Regions from separate parts of the Ovis aries genome. Here region 1 is linked to region 2. Evidence: chromatin contacts called from public Hi-C data. All regions are on one chromosome and are shown on one strand. Each heading gives the region's core, a stretch centred on a gene start, on an enhancer-like site or on the middle of the called end of the contact. The rest is flanking DNA. Distances are from core to core; before and after follow the strand shown.

Region 1 (7,419 bases), core at 1,126-3,625, 180 kb after region 2:
ACTGCCTTCTCTGCCATAGGATCACAGTTGGACACAATGGAAGCAGCTTAGCACGCATGCATGCACGCAAAGGAGTATCACAGTCTATTCTATTCTCCAGCTAAGATGGAACATCTCATTAAAACAGGCTGGGACTAGGCAGGGGAGAGATGAGCTGGTGGATTCCCCAAGTGTGGAGGGAAGAGGGAAGGCGAGGCTGGCCCTTGGAGAGAGGAAGCATTCCTTGGCACACTGAAAATCAGTGTATCGGAGGCCTTGGGGATGGGCTGTTGGAAGGGATGACTCCTGTCTGATGTTGCCAGTTCAGTGGGAATGATCTGGGTGTGCTGGAGGCCTGGAGAAGATCTGGCTGCCAGGGAGCATGCTGGCCTTGGTGCCTTTCTTGCTAGGATAAATAAAGCAGCCTTGCTCCTCATGTGCTTTGGGGATCAAGGTATAGTGAGGCTCACAGACACAGAAAACAAACATATGGTTATCAAAAGGGAAAGCAGGGGAGAGAGAAACTGGGAATTTCGGACTAACAGATATACACTACTGTGCATAATATAGATTAACAACAAGGACCTATTGTGTAGCAGAGGGAACTGTATTTAATATCTAGTAATCACCCTGCTTATTTAACTTCTATGCAGAGGACATCATGAGAAACCCTGGACTGGAAGAAACACAAGCTGGAATCAAGATTGCCGGAAGAAATATGAATCACCTCAGATATGCAGATGGCACCACCCTTATGGCAGAAAGTGAAGAGGGGCTAAAAAGCCTCTTGATGAAAGTGAAAGAGGAGAGTGAAAAAGTTGGCTTAAAGCTCAACATTCAGAAAACGAAGATCATGGCATCCAGTTAGGGAATAGGTAGTTCGTTTTGGGCTTCCCTGGTGGCTCAGAGGTTAAAGCGTCCGCCTCCAATGCAGGAGACCCGGGTTCGATCCCTGGGTCAGGAAGATCGCCTGGAGAAGGAAATGGTAACCCACTCCAGTATTCTTGCCTGGAGAATCCCATGGACGGAGCAGGCTGGTAGGCCACAGTCCATGGGGTCGCAGAGAGTGGGACACGACCGAGCGACTTCCGCTCCCCTCATGCATAGCTGAACCACTTTGCTGTGTACCTGAAACTAACACAACGCTGTAAACCAACTACAATCTGTGACGAAAGGCATGGTGGGCTAGACTTCCCTGGTGGTCCAAGTGGTTAAGATTCCAACTGCCAGTGCAGGGGCCACGGGTTCCACCCCTGGTTTGGGAAGATTCCACATGTGGCGGGGCAACTAAACCAATGCCCCACAACTGCCGAAACCCTCTCACCCTAAAGCCTGTGCTCTGCGATAAGAGAAGCCACTGCAATGAGAAGCCACAACTAGAGAGCGGCCCCTGCTCGCCGCAACTAGAGAAGGCCTGTGTGCAGCACTGAAGACCCAGCACAGCCCAAAAAGGAATGTTATATTAAAAAAACTAGAGTGGGGCATTTTTTGAGGGCTGGCAAGTTAGGAGTCACAGGTTATTCACAATATAACATTTTTTCCCCATGAAACTCACAAACAATTGAAACCTAATTTTTGCGGTGCTATCAGACTGCTGACTACAATCTGTAGCAAAAGAGTGAATTTTATGTCCCAATCAAACACATGACATGTGAGTGTAACAAACACAGTTTCCATGGAGCCATCCTCCTGTGTATGATGCCAAGGCAGTCTATTATTTTTATTATATTCCCCTAAAATTTGTTATTAGATTGGTTTCATGACCCGATCATGGATTGCAGTCCACAATTTGAAAAAATAAATAAATGCTTTTCACAGAATCACAGTAAATTTGCAGTGAAAGCATTAGACAGTCTCTGAACTGGTCAAGCTGACCCAACTCCTAGGGTGTAGTTTAGCGTAAGTGGCTAAAATATGGGCTTCCGGAAGCCTGCCCAGTTTCCTAGCTATGTGCTCTAAACAAGTGATTTCATCTTGCTCAGCCTTGGTTCCCCATCTGACAGTGGGAATAGTGACAGCCACTTCCCCCTCCCCAAATCTCTTCTAAAACTGAGTTCACTTTTAGCCCTCCCAAAGATGGCAAGATAAGAGATGTGCCTCTGGGCCCACGGCTGCCTCTGTTACCACCAGCAGAATGGCACTGCAGGAATCTGGGGATGAAGACAGCACCCTCAGGAGCATCGCGGGCCAGGAGGTAGGTTTGGAAATGAGTTTTATAGAAATAGCACCCCGACTTGCTGGCACAGGAAATACAGTGCTTCCTTCCTGATTCAAAGGCAGACGTTATAAAATCTTACACATGAACCCAAATGTCACTGGCTTCACACAGTGAAGGCCTGTCACTTGTGTCACAGTCTTGTGGGCTTGGAGGCGCAGGCTCTGCATCATGAGGCCTGCAGGTCCCAGGGAGGAGGAGGAGGAAAGCGTGGGGTAGCAGACACGCTACTTCCGCTCACACTTCTCTGGCCACAACTAGTTCCCTCATCAGCCTGACTGCAAGAGAGGCAGAGTGAGGCCTTGGTGTCTGTCAGGGCACCCTCACCAAGACATCACCATAGAGACGAGGAAGGAGAGACGGTGACCATCATCAAAAGCCACCCACCCAGAGGGTCAAACACCTAGGAGCGTATTTATCATCAGTCATTGCATCTTAAATTCTACGAATGGTTCCAACCACATTCTTGCTTTGGCATCTTGATTACTGCAGTGTGCTAAAAAGGCCAAGCCACACCTTGCTGCCAGCCCTGAAGGCTGACGTTTGCACAGAAAAGAGCTGTTCCCTCCCACTCTTGCATTGCAAGCAGATTCTTCTACCGCTGAGCCACCAGGGAAGCCCTGTCCCTCCCACTCTGACCTGTTCTGTCCCTGAGGCGTGGGTGGATCTCCTGGTACAGGTTTGCGCACAGTTCAGCCCAACCTTTCCCTGGAGAACCACTCCAAGTACTGACAGCCGTGCCCTCTGGATCCCTCACTTCCCTGATTATTAACCTAAACTCTATAATCACACACACACGACTTCTCCTCTAATGCATTTAGGAAAGATACAGGCTGTACTTAAAGCACAGAAGAGTCCAACGTTGCCAAGTCTGTGAACACTTGTGTCTGTTAACAGCATGCACCTTGCATACCTGCCTGAATTAAATGGAAGAACGAAATAATTCTGTCAAAGCCGACACTTCATCTGGGTCTAGGGTTAACCACTGCCGCCAGCAGCCGTGATCTGCTTGCTTCAGTAGCTTCACCAGTCCCACGGGGGAAATACCACCCAGATGATTTATACTGTGTCATTTGTAACTGTCTACTCTTAGGCAATTTCATTGGTGATATATCTATTAATGTACTGACCAGTTTAATCCTAATATTTGAAAGTATATCTGAAATTTCAAAAATGTCCAAAGACCATCTTGAAATTCCCATTTTAAGATCCTTGCCTTAGTGAAACAGAACTCAGATTGTTTTGAAGGAATTGTCAAAAGTATTTTGATGTTTTTGTAACCTACTCTTTCAAGACAGATGCTATTCAGTATCTGAAGCATCATTTCCCAGGTTGGGGAGCCAAACACATGGTTATATTCAAGATAACTGACATTAGAGTCTTCTGGATTGCAATTGCCACAGTATAGCAATTGCTAGATACAAAGTCTGGTTTCTGTATAACTGCTTTGTCTTGGGGACAGGCAACTTTTGAAGTATACTGCCATGGATGTGTGGGTTTTTTTTTTTACTCCAAAAATTTTGCTTTGTTGTGCTTCTGCGAAATCCATTCATCATGAAATTCTTGCATATAGAACAAAATAGTCCATCATTTTAATTCTAATGGTTTCACTCGTGTTTACCTACTTATGTAGTCTCTGTATTCCTGCTGTGGTTTAGCAAACACAGCCTTAGAGCAGAGTGTTAAAACAGAAGACTTGGAGGATTAAAGAATATTAGATGTGCAGGGGCCTCTCTGGCCAAGACAGGCATTGAAATATGAAAGCTGCTTACCTGGCCTGGGGATCTGGCTCTTTCATGTCTCTCTCTCTCTCTCTCTTTTTTTTTTTTTTTCATAAATAATAACAAAAGTAACACATGCTTGTGTGTTGGAAAAAAATTGGATGGTACAGATAAGCAAATAACAAAAGGATCTTTCCAGTTCTACCAGCAGACAGTGGCGTTAAGGATTTACGCACGGATCTTTCCACCTTTGGCCGTCATAGCTATTGCCTCTTCTAGAATGAAAGGCAGAATGAACTAGCACAAGAGAACTTGCCAAGGTCACCAATGTCCTTCTTGTTACCAAATTCAACGCACACTTCACAATTCTTCAGGGTGTGATGTGACATCATCAGTCACACCCTCCTCCTTGAATTTCCATCTCTGACTTTTACCATATCCTGACTGCTCACTTGCTCATCTCAGTTCCCTGAAGGTTTCACAGGCAAGCCTTCTTTCTCCTTCAAAAATGGTTATGCCTTCCAGGCTTTAAAATACCGCTGACTACTTGACCTGTTAACTGTTTCTTGATTCTGTCTCTACTTCTCCACTGTTCAGCTTGCCATCCCCTTCTCCAACCCAGACCCCTCCCCTAGCCTGGACAACTCCCCTCTCTGGGCCTCCAAATCCAACTCCCACATAACAGGGGTTTATTTAGGAGGCAGCTCAACCCTCCAGTGTCTCTGTATTGCCACAGGTAAAGTCCCAAACTCCTTAGCATATGAATCTTCAGGAGATAACATTGGCAGAGGGGGATGACTTCCTATATCACAAGAAGCATCACCAGCTTTAACGGGTGGGAGAAGGGAGATGTCCAAGAAATAGGGTGAGGAAGCCCTTGCCTGTCTATCCTACTCCAACTCAAGCCACTCTAAACTTTTACGTTCTAGCATTATAAGATGTAGAATGAATGAGTAAGTGATGCCGGAGGCCTAAAATAAGGGCGAACTAGAGTTTTCACCCTTATTTCAGTAGCTCCAGCATCTCTATCCACAGAGGAGGGGAGGGTCCAGAGGCCACGCTCCAGGGAAATGCAGGCAGCAGCCTCTTGTCACTTGGTTGAGTAGCTGCTTCAGTTTGCTGCACTGAGCTACAAACTGGTCCAGGAAACGCACCGGAGGGCGGCGCCCAGATCCTGGTATGGAATGGTGCTGGCTTCTTATCCAGCACAGATCGATGACTTTCCCCTCCACATTTGTTGGCAGTTTGTTGCTACATGCTTCTGAGCTCAAAGAACAAACTGAAAAAGCTGGTGACTCACCTAGGGAACTGAATGTGTACATGTGAACGCCCAGGTCCTAAAAGTAGAACCATCCCATTCACTGAAGACTGTGTAAGCTACTTCTGGGTACAGTGAAAAACTCATTCCTGTACAAATTTCTCTGACTAAGGGGAAGAAAACGAGAGTCATTCACTGCAGGCATCTTCTTTTTCACTGCCCCTCATACAAATAAAACCTATAGAGAGTTGCCAAAAAGAAAAGTTTGGAAAGTTATTTAGAGTTAGGATTAGGTTTCTTTTGCTAGAGAATCAATGTTACAAATGGGGATAAAGTTTCCAGGGAGCCTACAGATTTCTATTTCACTGATATTAAAACAGTGTTTCTATTAGAAAATGAAACCAGAATTCCATCAGGATGACCAGAATCTTTCTCTCCTCTGCTGCAGTCAGGATCTGTCCTCGCTACCCTGCACCCATCACCCGTTGTCTGCCTTGAGAAGACGTGCAACCCCGGCCTTGCACCGCTGGTGGTGGCAGGAGCGTTGCGGGTGAGGGCAGTTAGGAGGATGTGGCAATAACTGTGGCCAAGGAGGGGTCGGGGTGGGGAAGGGCGGCCAAACAAGAGATGTGGGCTCCCTCGGCAGCCTCTCCTCCTTTCTTCTCATGCCCCCTAAACCCTTTAGATTTGCCTTTTGCCCCAAACAAGTGGGCCTTGATCTAAAGGTGAGCGAATTTTCTAAACAGGGAGCTTTTTGATGAAAATGGTATTACTTGTGTGTTTGACCTGAATTACTGAATAGCTTATAGAGAACAAAAGTGAATTTGTACAAAGACTGAACTCTGTGTGATACAACATAAATCAAACTTAAACTATAGTTAGCAAGTACAACTTTCCACCAAAAAGAATTTTTAAAAATTTCAGTAGTTCTTGACCAGGCCCCCCACCCCAGGGTGGGGACTGGGAGGTGTCTGGAAAGGATATTGGCCTGTCAAGGTGACTGCAGGTGCCCAAAGCACTTAGTGTGTGGGCGGGGGAAAGGGGCCAGATGTCCTCCGTGTTATGCTCTGAACACAAGAAGGAGCTGTCCTGCCCCAGATGACTCTGATAACTTAGAGTCAACCATTTACAGTTCCTGTTTCCATCCGTGATGACTATGTTTTCAATGTTTTCTGGAGACATAAGGTCCGTTTTAATTGTCATGGCAATAGTAATCAAAGGATCTGGGCCACCTACAAAACAAGAGGGCCACAGTCTCCCTTTTCCCTACCCGAAGGATCAGAGACGGGCAGAGGTTGGGGGGGGGGGGGGCCTTGGAGACTGGCTGACCCCATCCCCTGGCTCTGCCCCAGTGTGTGCTAAGCTATTTCAGTCACATCTGACTATTTGCCCACCAGGCTCCTCTGTCCATGGGATTCTCCAGGGAGGAATACTGGAGTGGGTTGCCATGCCCTCCTCCAGGAGATCTTCCTGACCCAGAAATCCAACTTGTATCTACTGGGGCGGATTCTGTACTGCTAAGCCACCCGGAAAGCCTAGTGTAGAGAGCTGTGATAGCTGCGATGTCACGCTGTTGGCAGCAGCATTACCTGACCGCTGCGGCCCCGGGGCCCTGAACACAGTAGCCTTTCTCAACAAAACACCCAGAAACATGGTGGAGCTGTAGCATTTACTCATTCAACATCTGCAAATCCAACTGAGTTTGGGGGCTAAAGAGGAGAGAGGGGAGGAGGGGAGCACTCTGAATGGTGTGGAAAATTCTGCCTGTCCTTCTGCTGCTAAAGTGGGCAGGGATCCCAAGAGTGTCTCAGAGTGTGAGCAGCCTGGCCGATGTGCCAGGACAAGGCAAACACTTTTTTCATTTAATAGATTTTTTGTTTCTCAGTCTCAACAATTATAACAAACATAAGGCCATTATTGAAAAGTATATGCCTGACCAAAGAGATTAAAGACTTATATGCTGAGAACGATAAAACGTTGATTAAGGAAATTGAAGATGACTAAAAGAAATGGAAAGATATACCATGCTCTTGGATTGGAAGAATTAATATCCTTAAAATGACCATATTACCCATAGCAATCTACGGATTTAATGCAAGAAGAAAATGGCAAACCACTCCAGTATTCTTGCCTAGAAAATTCCATGGACAAAGGAGCCTGGCGGGCTACAGTCCATGGGGTTGCAAAGAGTCAGACACAACTGAGTGTGCCCACACCCACACACTATTAAATTACCCATGACATTT
Region 2 (7,319 bases), core at 2,710-5,209:
GTTAACAGCTACCATTTATTGAGCACAGACTGTATGCCAGGTGCTTTTCATAGTACAAGCTTTTCAAATACCTCACAAATAGATGATTAACTTCCATCTTCCAAGAAGGACAGGGTAAATGGCTGAGCTGGCATTTGAACCCAGGTATCTCTGCCAACTCAGGTTCCAGTGTTTTCTCTGATACACAACAGCAACCACAAGCCCCGTGCCGAGCTCACCCTCATGTCCACCCCTTCCGCCAACCACACAAGAGCACCCATCAAAACACCAAAACGCCAAATTGATACTCAGCACACTGGTACTGGTACAGCAAACCCAGAGAGAGTCAGACTGAGAACTCAGTCAGATAAAACCTGCTCATGTGTTTCAGCAGGAAGGAAGCTTAACCAAAACAATTCTTTTTCATGTGCTCCATCTCATGTCAAAGATTCAAAGTAAGATTCCATGACATAACCCTCCACGTTTTACCCGTCGAGAAATGAGCTCCTGACCGAGGCAGCAGCAGACTGTGCCGTCACCCAGACAACCTCAGCAGAACTGGCTGTGAAACATTTTTGCAAAATCAGGGATTTTGTTAATACGACATCATCATGACTTCAATTCACTTATTTGGTGCAGTTTGACAAAGTGGACCATCCCCTGAAGAGTATTTTCTGCTCTAGGTGCCAACACAGGAGAATGAGTTACGGTAATCCTGGCAGACAAAATCAGTGCTTTCAGTTTGTATAGTTTCCGTTTCCATCAGCTACTCTCTGAAGCAAACAGGGAGGCTCTACAGTAGCATCTGAAAAACCAAAGCTTCCGTACTTACCACATTAAGGTTGATATGAGAAGACCGACGCCTACACAGTCTATGAATACCACCCAAAGGAGCAGCTTTATCGTCTCAAAAAACCCCATGTCCAGCACAAAGCCAAATCCTATCGTGGACACTGCAAGAAAGATTTACAAGATGCATTCAGGCACTTTGCTAGATTCTAAGCATACAGGTCAGTTTCTGCCTTTCAGATGCCCACTCCAGAATGGGATGCAGGTATGTAAACAAAACCCCTAAGCTATCTTATTAATAGATGTAACTGATTAAGAAATGCAGATCGCCCTGGAACACACAACTACCACTGAGATACCTGACGTTTACTGAGGAGGCCCGTGTATCTGATTCACCAGGGTAGCCCCAGCATTCAGAATACGACCACTACTGAGAAGGCACTCCTGTGTTTAAACCCAGTTAAAGGTGGGCTTCCCTGGTGGCTTAGATTGTAAAGAATCTGCCTGCAATGCAGGAGACCCAGGTTTGACTCCTGGCTCAGGAATATCCTCTAGAGAAGGAAATGGCTACCCACTCCCGTATTCTTGCCTGGTGAATTTCATGGACAGAGACTGGAAGGCTACAGTCCAAGGGGTCACAAAAAGTCAGACATGATTGAGACACTAAAAGTGGTTCAGACCCTTTCACTGCACTATTGGAGAACTTAAAGCAGTTTCTCAAGATCACATTAGTGCTTTCAGAACCCTCACTCTGGATCGGCCTGATGAAAGTGAGAAGTGAGAGTGTTAGTCCTCAGTCGTGTCTGACTCTTTGTGACCCCATGGACGGTAGCCCACCAGGCTCCTCTGTCCATGGGATTTTCCAGGCAAGAATACTGGAGTGGGTTGTCATTCCCTTCTCCAGGGGGATCTTCCTGACCCAGGGATCAAACCTGGGTCTCCTGCACTGCAGGCAGGTTATTTACCAACTGAGTCACCAGGGAAGCCCTGGCTCAGCCTGAGGGTGAAATGTAACTTCCAATCTCAGTAGTCCTTTTTCACATTGTTTGCATTTGGGTATCAATGAATTTATGAAAAATGTGAAAGTTTAATCGCTCAGTTGTATCTGATTCTTTTGCGACCCCACGGACTGTAGCCCACCAGGCTCCTCTGTCCATGGAATTCTCCAGGCAAGAATACTGGAGTGGGTAGCCATTTCCGTCTGCAGGGGATCTTCCTGACCCAGGGATTGAACTCAGGTCTCCAGCACTGCAGGCAGATTCTTCACCGTCTGAAGCACCAGGGAAGCCCTACGTATTTATCACGGTAGTTGAAATTCGACACGGAGTGACTCTGTCCTGTGCTTTTTAAAGTTCCGAGGAACCAGTTTCCTCTGGCATCTGCTTGGGACCTTTAAAGTCAGGAAGAATACCACTCTCTTTCCTGTGAGGAGATTTTGGAGACTTCAGAAAGGAAGACAACAGCTTCAGAGAACCCCAAATTATGACCCATAACACGCTGACAACAGGAATCTCCAAATGACAAGTCCAACCTGAAACAGTCAACTGATTTCTCAACTCTCCTGCAGATAAACACTTACCACAGAGCCAGATACTTAACAGGACCAAGAAAGCTGGGTCATCCCTGGCCCACTGATCTTTCGTCTGCTTCCTATAGTGAAAGTTTCTATAAACTCTCTGTGGGGAAGTGAACAGGTAGAGCATCTGCCAGGCAGCAAACTCAAAGTCCATCTGCCGGAAACGGAAAAGCCTCCTCAGGTATTTGTAGCGTTTTGCTCCCGCTGTGTGTCTGGCTGCATCCCTGGAACTCAACACTCCGTTCCCCTGCACTGGGGAAGTCACCGAAGTACTTGGTAACATCTTCCTAGATAGAAGGGAGGAAAAATTTATATTATTAATACAAATCATCAGAAGAAACTGCCAGCCTCTAGCACCCCTCTTGTGAGTTATTTAGGAGACAAGTCACCTTACATTTTGGCCCCAATCCCTGAGAAGAGGCAGGACTCAAAAAAGGGTAAATTTGGTTTTGAGGCTGATTTGGGAGCTGGAGAACTGCCCATTGCACTTCAGGAAAGGGCTGCCCCGTGGCCTTCTGAACCTTCATAATAACGCTTTTACAAGGTCCACCCATTCTCTGTACTTCATTTCTGTCAATCCTCAGATCTGCTCCACCTCTCCCCACCTCCCCACCTCCTCCCACCCCTTCTCCAGAAGCAGAGATAGTGATAGAGCCAAAATTCAGGCAGTCTGAATCAAAAGTCCACCTGTCATCTGTGCTAACAATCAAGACTTTAAGGAAAAGCCTTTGCTGAAGCCAAACAGAAACGATGTTCCCGACGACGTAAAGTAAAATGGTTTATCACACAAGACCATCAGCGCCTCACCAACAAGCAACTCGTTCACTAGCATGGGATGTAAAAACAAGGCAAAACTCAAACGCATAGTGTTTTACTTCCTGAATAGTTCATCAGGGGAACGACAGCGTGGGGGTCCAGTCCAACCAGCCTGAAGCCAGGGAGGCGCTGGTCATCGTCCGGCCTCCTTGTCCCGCCCCGGCAGCCCAGTGTCGGGCTCCACTCCCCAGGCCTCCAGGACGCCAGCTGCTCCCCGCCGGCTCGGGGCCGCCGGTAAGGCGGCCAGATTGAGCATAAAAACACAGGATGTCCAATTACAACTGCATCGCAGATACAACAATAATTTGTAATATAAGCAGGTCCGAAACACTGCGTGAGACCCGCAGCTATGCAGACATCATTCGCTGCTATCTGAAATTCGGCTGTAACCAGCCTCCGCGATGGTGTCTGGCAGCCCCAACGCAGGCCGAGCAGCCGGACCCGGGCGCGGTCACTCCAGGGCCGGGTGATGTGGGGCCGCAAGTTGCCAGAAGAAAAGGCCGACCGGCGAGCCCGAGTCGCGCGCAGATGGGGCCGTCGGCAGGCCTCACCTGGAGCCCCGCGGCGGCGTCCACCGGCTTCACATACACCCGCCACCACCGCCCAGCAGCCGACCCAGCCGCCGCTGGGCCAACTTCCCTCCTCGCTACGTCAACCACGTAGGGGGCGCGTCGCGTCCCGTGACCCACAAACGCCGCGCGCGATACCTCTCGCGTTACGTCTCTCGCCGCGCGCCCACCGGAAGTGGTTGCTACCGGTCTTTTTCCGGTTCCGCCCGCCGCGGCGTCACTGGCGTCCTGAGGAGTCTGGGCCGTCTCGGGAGGAGAGGGTGGAGGCCGCGGCCAGCTGGAGGCGCAGTCATGCCCCGATATTACGAGGACAAGCCTGAGGGCGGCGCGTGCGCGGGCGTGAAGGAGGATCTGGGCTTGTGTCTGCTGCAGTCTGACTGCGTGCTCAAGGTAGCGCGGCCGGGTGCTCGGATGACCGAGGCCCGAAGCGGGGAGGCGAGGCTGGCGGAGGGTCCCTGGCGGGCCCCGGTGATGGCTGAGTCGTGCCTCCGAGTTCGCGGTCCTAGTTCTCCACCGACTTAGTGAACTTGGGCGAGTCCACTGTCGGAACCTGACTTCCCAATGGTGAAACTGGAGAAAACCGTGCTGCCCTGTTGGGTTTTTGTAAAGTTTAAACCATCTCGGGTGCAGAGACACGAAATGCTGCTGCTCTCCTGGGTTCTGGAGGCATATAGGAGAGAATCACAGGTTTCTGGAGCCCTCGAAAATGAGAACCAGTAAATTAGCACATAATTACATGAACCTGCCATACTGTGTTGCCTCGTGAAACCTCCTTTCTCAGTTCAGTTGTGGCTGAATAGATGCTGTATTTACTTTGTGCTGGTCTGAACTTGCTGAGTTCTGTGTATTCCAGGATAAGCTGTAAAAGAGGCAGCTTTTTTATTTTCACCACTTTGTATCTCGCGCCCCCTACCGTTGAACTTGTGGTTTTAGGTGCTGTGATGGGAGACAGGAATTTGCTATCTTTCCCTCAGTACAGCCACAGGTCTTCTCTGGAGCCAGTCTGATATGCGTGCCTTAAGTCGTTTCCTACTTTTCGCGGCCCCGTAGACCCTACCCCTCTAGGCTCCTCTATCCATGGGATGGTCCAGGCAAGAATACTGGAGTGGGTTGTCGTGCCCGCCTCCAGGGGATCTTCCCGACCTGGGATCGAACCCGTGTCTTTTGTATCTACTGCGTTGGCAAGTGGTTGGCTAGTGGTTCTTTACCACTAGTGCCATCTGGGAAGCCCAGTGAAGTTCAAAGCCGACTGGCAAACCTGGATTCTGGTATTCAGTTCAGTTCAGTCGCTAAGTCGTGTCCAACTCTTTGCGACCCCAAAGCACTCCAGCCTTCCTTATCCATCACCAACTCCCGGAGTTTATTCAAACTCATGTCCATTGAGTCGGTGATGCCATCCAGCCATCTCAACCACTGTCATCCCCTTCTCCTCCTGCCTTCAATCATTCCCAGCATCAGGTCTTTGCCAGTGAGCCGGTTCTTCGCATCAGGTGGCCAAAGTATTGGATTATCAGCTTCAGCATCAGTCCTTCCAATGAATATTCAGGACTGATTTCCTTCAGGATGGATTGCTTGGATCTCCTTGCTGTCCAAAGGGCTCTCAAGAGTTCTCCAACACCACAGTTCAAAAGCATCAATTCTTTGGTGCTCAGCTTTCTTTATAGTCCAGTTCTCACATCCATACCTGACTACTGGAAAAACCATAGCCTTGACTAGACGGACCTTTGTTGGCAAAGTAATGTTTCTGCTTTTTAATATGCTGTCTAGGTTGGTCGTAACTTTCCTTCCAAGGAGTAAGCGTCTTTTACTTTCATGGCTGCAGTCACCATCTGCAGTGATTTTGGAGCCCCCCAAGTAAAACCTGTCACTGTTTCCATTGTTTCCCCATCTATTTGCCATGTTCGGGGCCTCCCGTAAGGCGGCCAGATTGAGCATAAAAACACAGGACGTCCAGTTACAACTGCACTTCAGGATCTTAGTTTTCTGAATGTTGGGCTTTAAGCCAACTTTTTCAGTCTCCTGTTTCACTTTCTTCAAGAGGCTCTTTGATTCTTTGCTTTCTTCCATAAGTGTGGTGTCATATGCATATCTAAGATTATTGCTGTTTCTCCCAGCAATCCTGATTCCAGCTTGTGCTTCATCTAGTCTAGCATTTCTCATGATATCCTGTGCATAGAAGTTAAATAAGCAGGATGACAATATATCGCATTGATGTACTCCTTTTTTGATTTGGAACCAGTCTGTTGTTCCATGTCCAGTTCTAACTTCTTGACCTGCACACAGGTTTCTCAGGAGACAGGTTAGATGGTCTGATATGCCCATTTCTTTAGAATTTTTCAGTTTATTGTGATCCACCCAGTCAAAGGCTTTGGCATAGTCAGTAAAGCAGAAGTAGATGTTTGTCTGGAACTCTCTCATTTTTCCATGATCAAACAGATGTTGGCAGTTTGATCTCTGCATTTTCTAAATCCAGCTTGATCATCAGGAAGTTCACGGTTCACGCACGTACTGTTGAAGCCTGGCTTGGAGAATTTTGAGCTAGTGTGTGAGATAAGTATAATTGTGCGGTAATTTCAGCATTCTTTGGCATTGCCTTTCTTTGGGATTGGAATGAAAACTGACCTTTTCCAGTCCTATGGCCACTGCTGAGTTTTCCAGATTTGTTGGCATATTGAATACAGCACTTTCACAGCATCATCTTTCAGGATTTGAAATAGCTCAACTGGAATTCCATCCTCTCCACTAACTTTGTTTGTAGTGATGCTTCCTAAGGCCCACTTGACTTCACATTTTAGGATGTCTCGCTCTAGGTGATGGCAGTGGCACCCCACTTCCATGGACGAAGGAGCCTGGTAGGCTGCATTCCATGGTGTCGCTAAGAGTCGGACACAACTGAGCAACTTCACTTTCATGCATTGGAGAAGGAAATGGCAACCCACTCCAGTGTTCTTGCCTGGAGAATCCCAGGGACGAGGGAGCCTGGTGAGCTGCCGTCTGTGGGGTCGCACAGAGTTGGACACAACTGAAGTGACTTAGCAGCAGCAGCAGCAGCTCTAGGTGAGTGATTGCACCATCATGATTATCTGGGTTGTGAAGATCTTTTTTATATAGTTCTTCTGTGTATTCTTGCCACCTCTTCTTAATATCTTCTACTTTAGTTAGGTCCATACCATTTCTGTCCTTTATTGAGCCCATCTTTGCATGAAATGTTCCCTTGGTATCCCTAACTTTCTTGAAGAGATCTCTAGTCTTTCCCATTCTATTGTTTTCCTCTATTTCTTTGCACTGATCAGTGAGGAAAGCGTTCTTATCTCTCCTTGATATTCTTTGGAACTCTGCATTCAAATGGATATGTCTCCTTTGCCTTTTGCGTATCTTCTTTTCACAGCTATTTTTAAGACCTCCTCCGACAACCATTTTGCCTTTTTGCATTTCTTTTTCTTGGGGATGGTCTTGATCACTGCTTCCTGTACAATGTCACAAACCTCCGTCCATAGTTCTTCGGGCACTCTATCAGATTGAATCCTTTGAATCTATATGTCATTTCCACTGTATAATCATAAGGGATTTGATTTAGGTCATACCTGAAT

What was found. Hi-C and Micro-C count contacts between places; a contact is called where the count stands out from the background.
Region 1: a Hi-C map of liver shows a contact between it and region 2, with 4 times the contacts expected there. The contact joins the enhancer-like site here to the promoter of LOC101109345 in region 2. A contact is called at or near these places in 9 of 16 Hi-C or Micro-C datasets (blood, hypothalamus, liver and 4 more).

What each region holds. Positions count from the first base shown.
Region 1 is chr3:102,818,261-102,825,679 of ARS-UI_Ramb_v3.0, forward strand. No RefSeq gene overlaps it. Among named protein-coding and RNA genes, the nearest start is that of INPP4A, 15 kb to the left of the region's middle. Within about 2 kb of position 2,376, at least 18 of the 54 cell types and tissues checked have an H3K27ac peak or open chromatin away from gene starts, as enhancers often do. A contact at or near this core is called in liver, where this site is marked.
Region 2 is chr3:102,633,892-102,641,210 of ARS-UI_Ramb_v3.0, forward strand. LOC101109345 (cytochrome c oxidase assembly factor 5) reads left to right here and starts at 3,960. Exons shown (of 3, transcript XM_004006150.5): 1 at 3,960-4,119. The coding sequence starts at 4,021. UNC50 (unc-50 inner nuclear membrane RNA binding protein) reads right to left here and starts at 3,906. Exons shown (of 6, transcript XM_012173801.4): 1 at 3,868-3,906; 2 at 2,348-2,631; 3 at 812-932. The coding sequence starts at 2,627.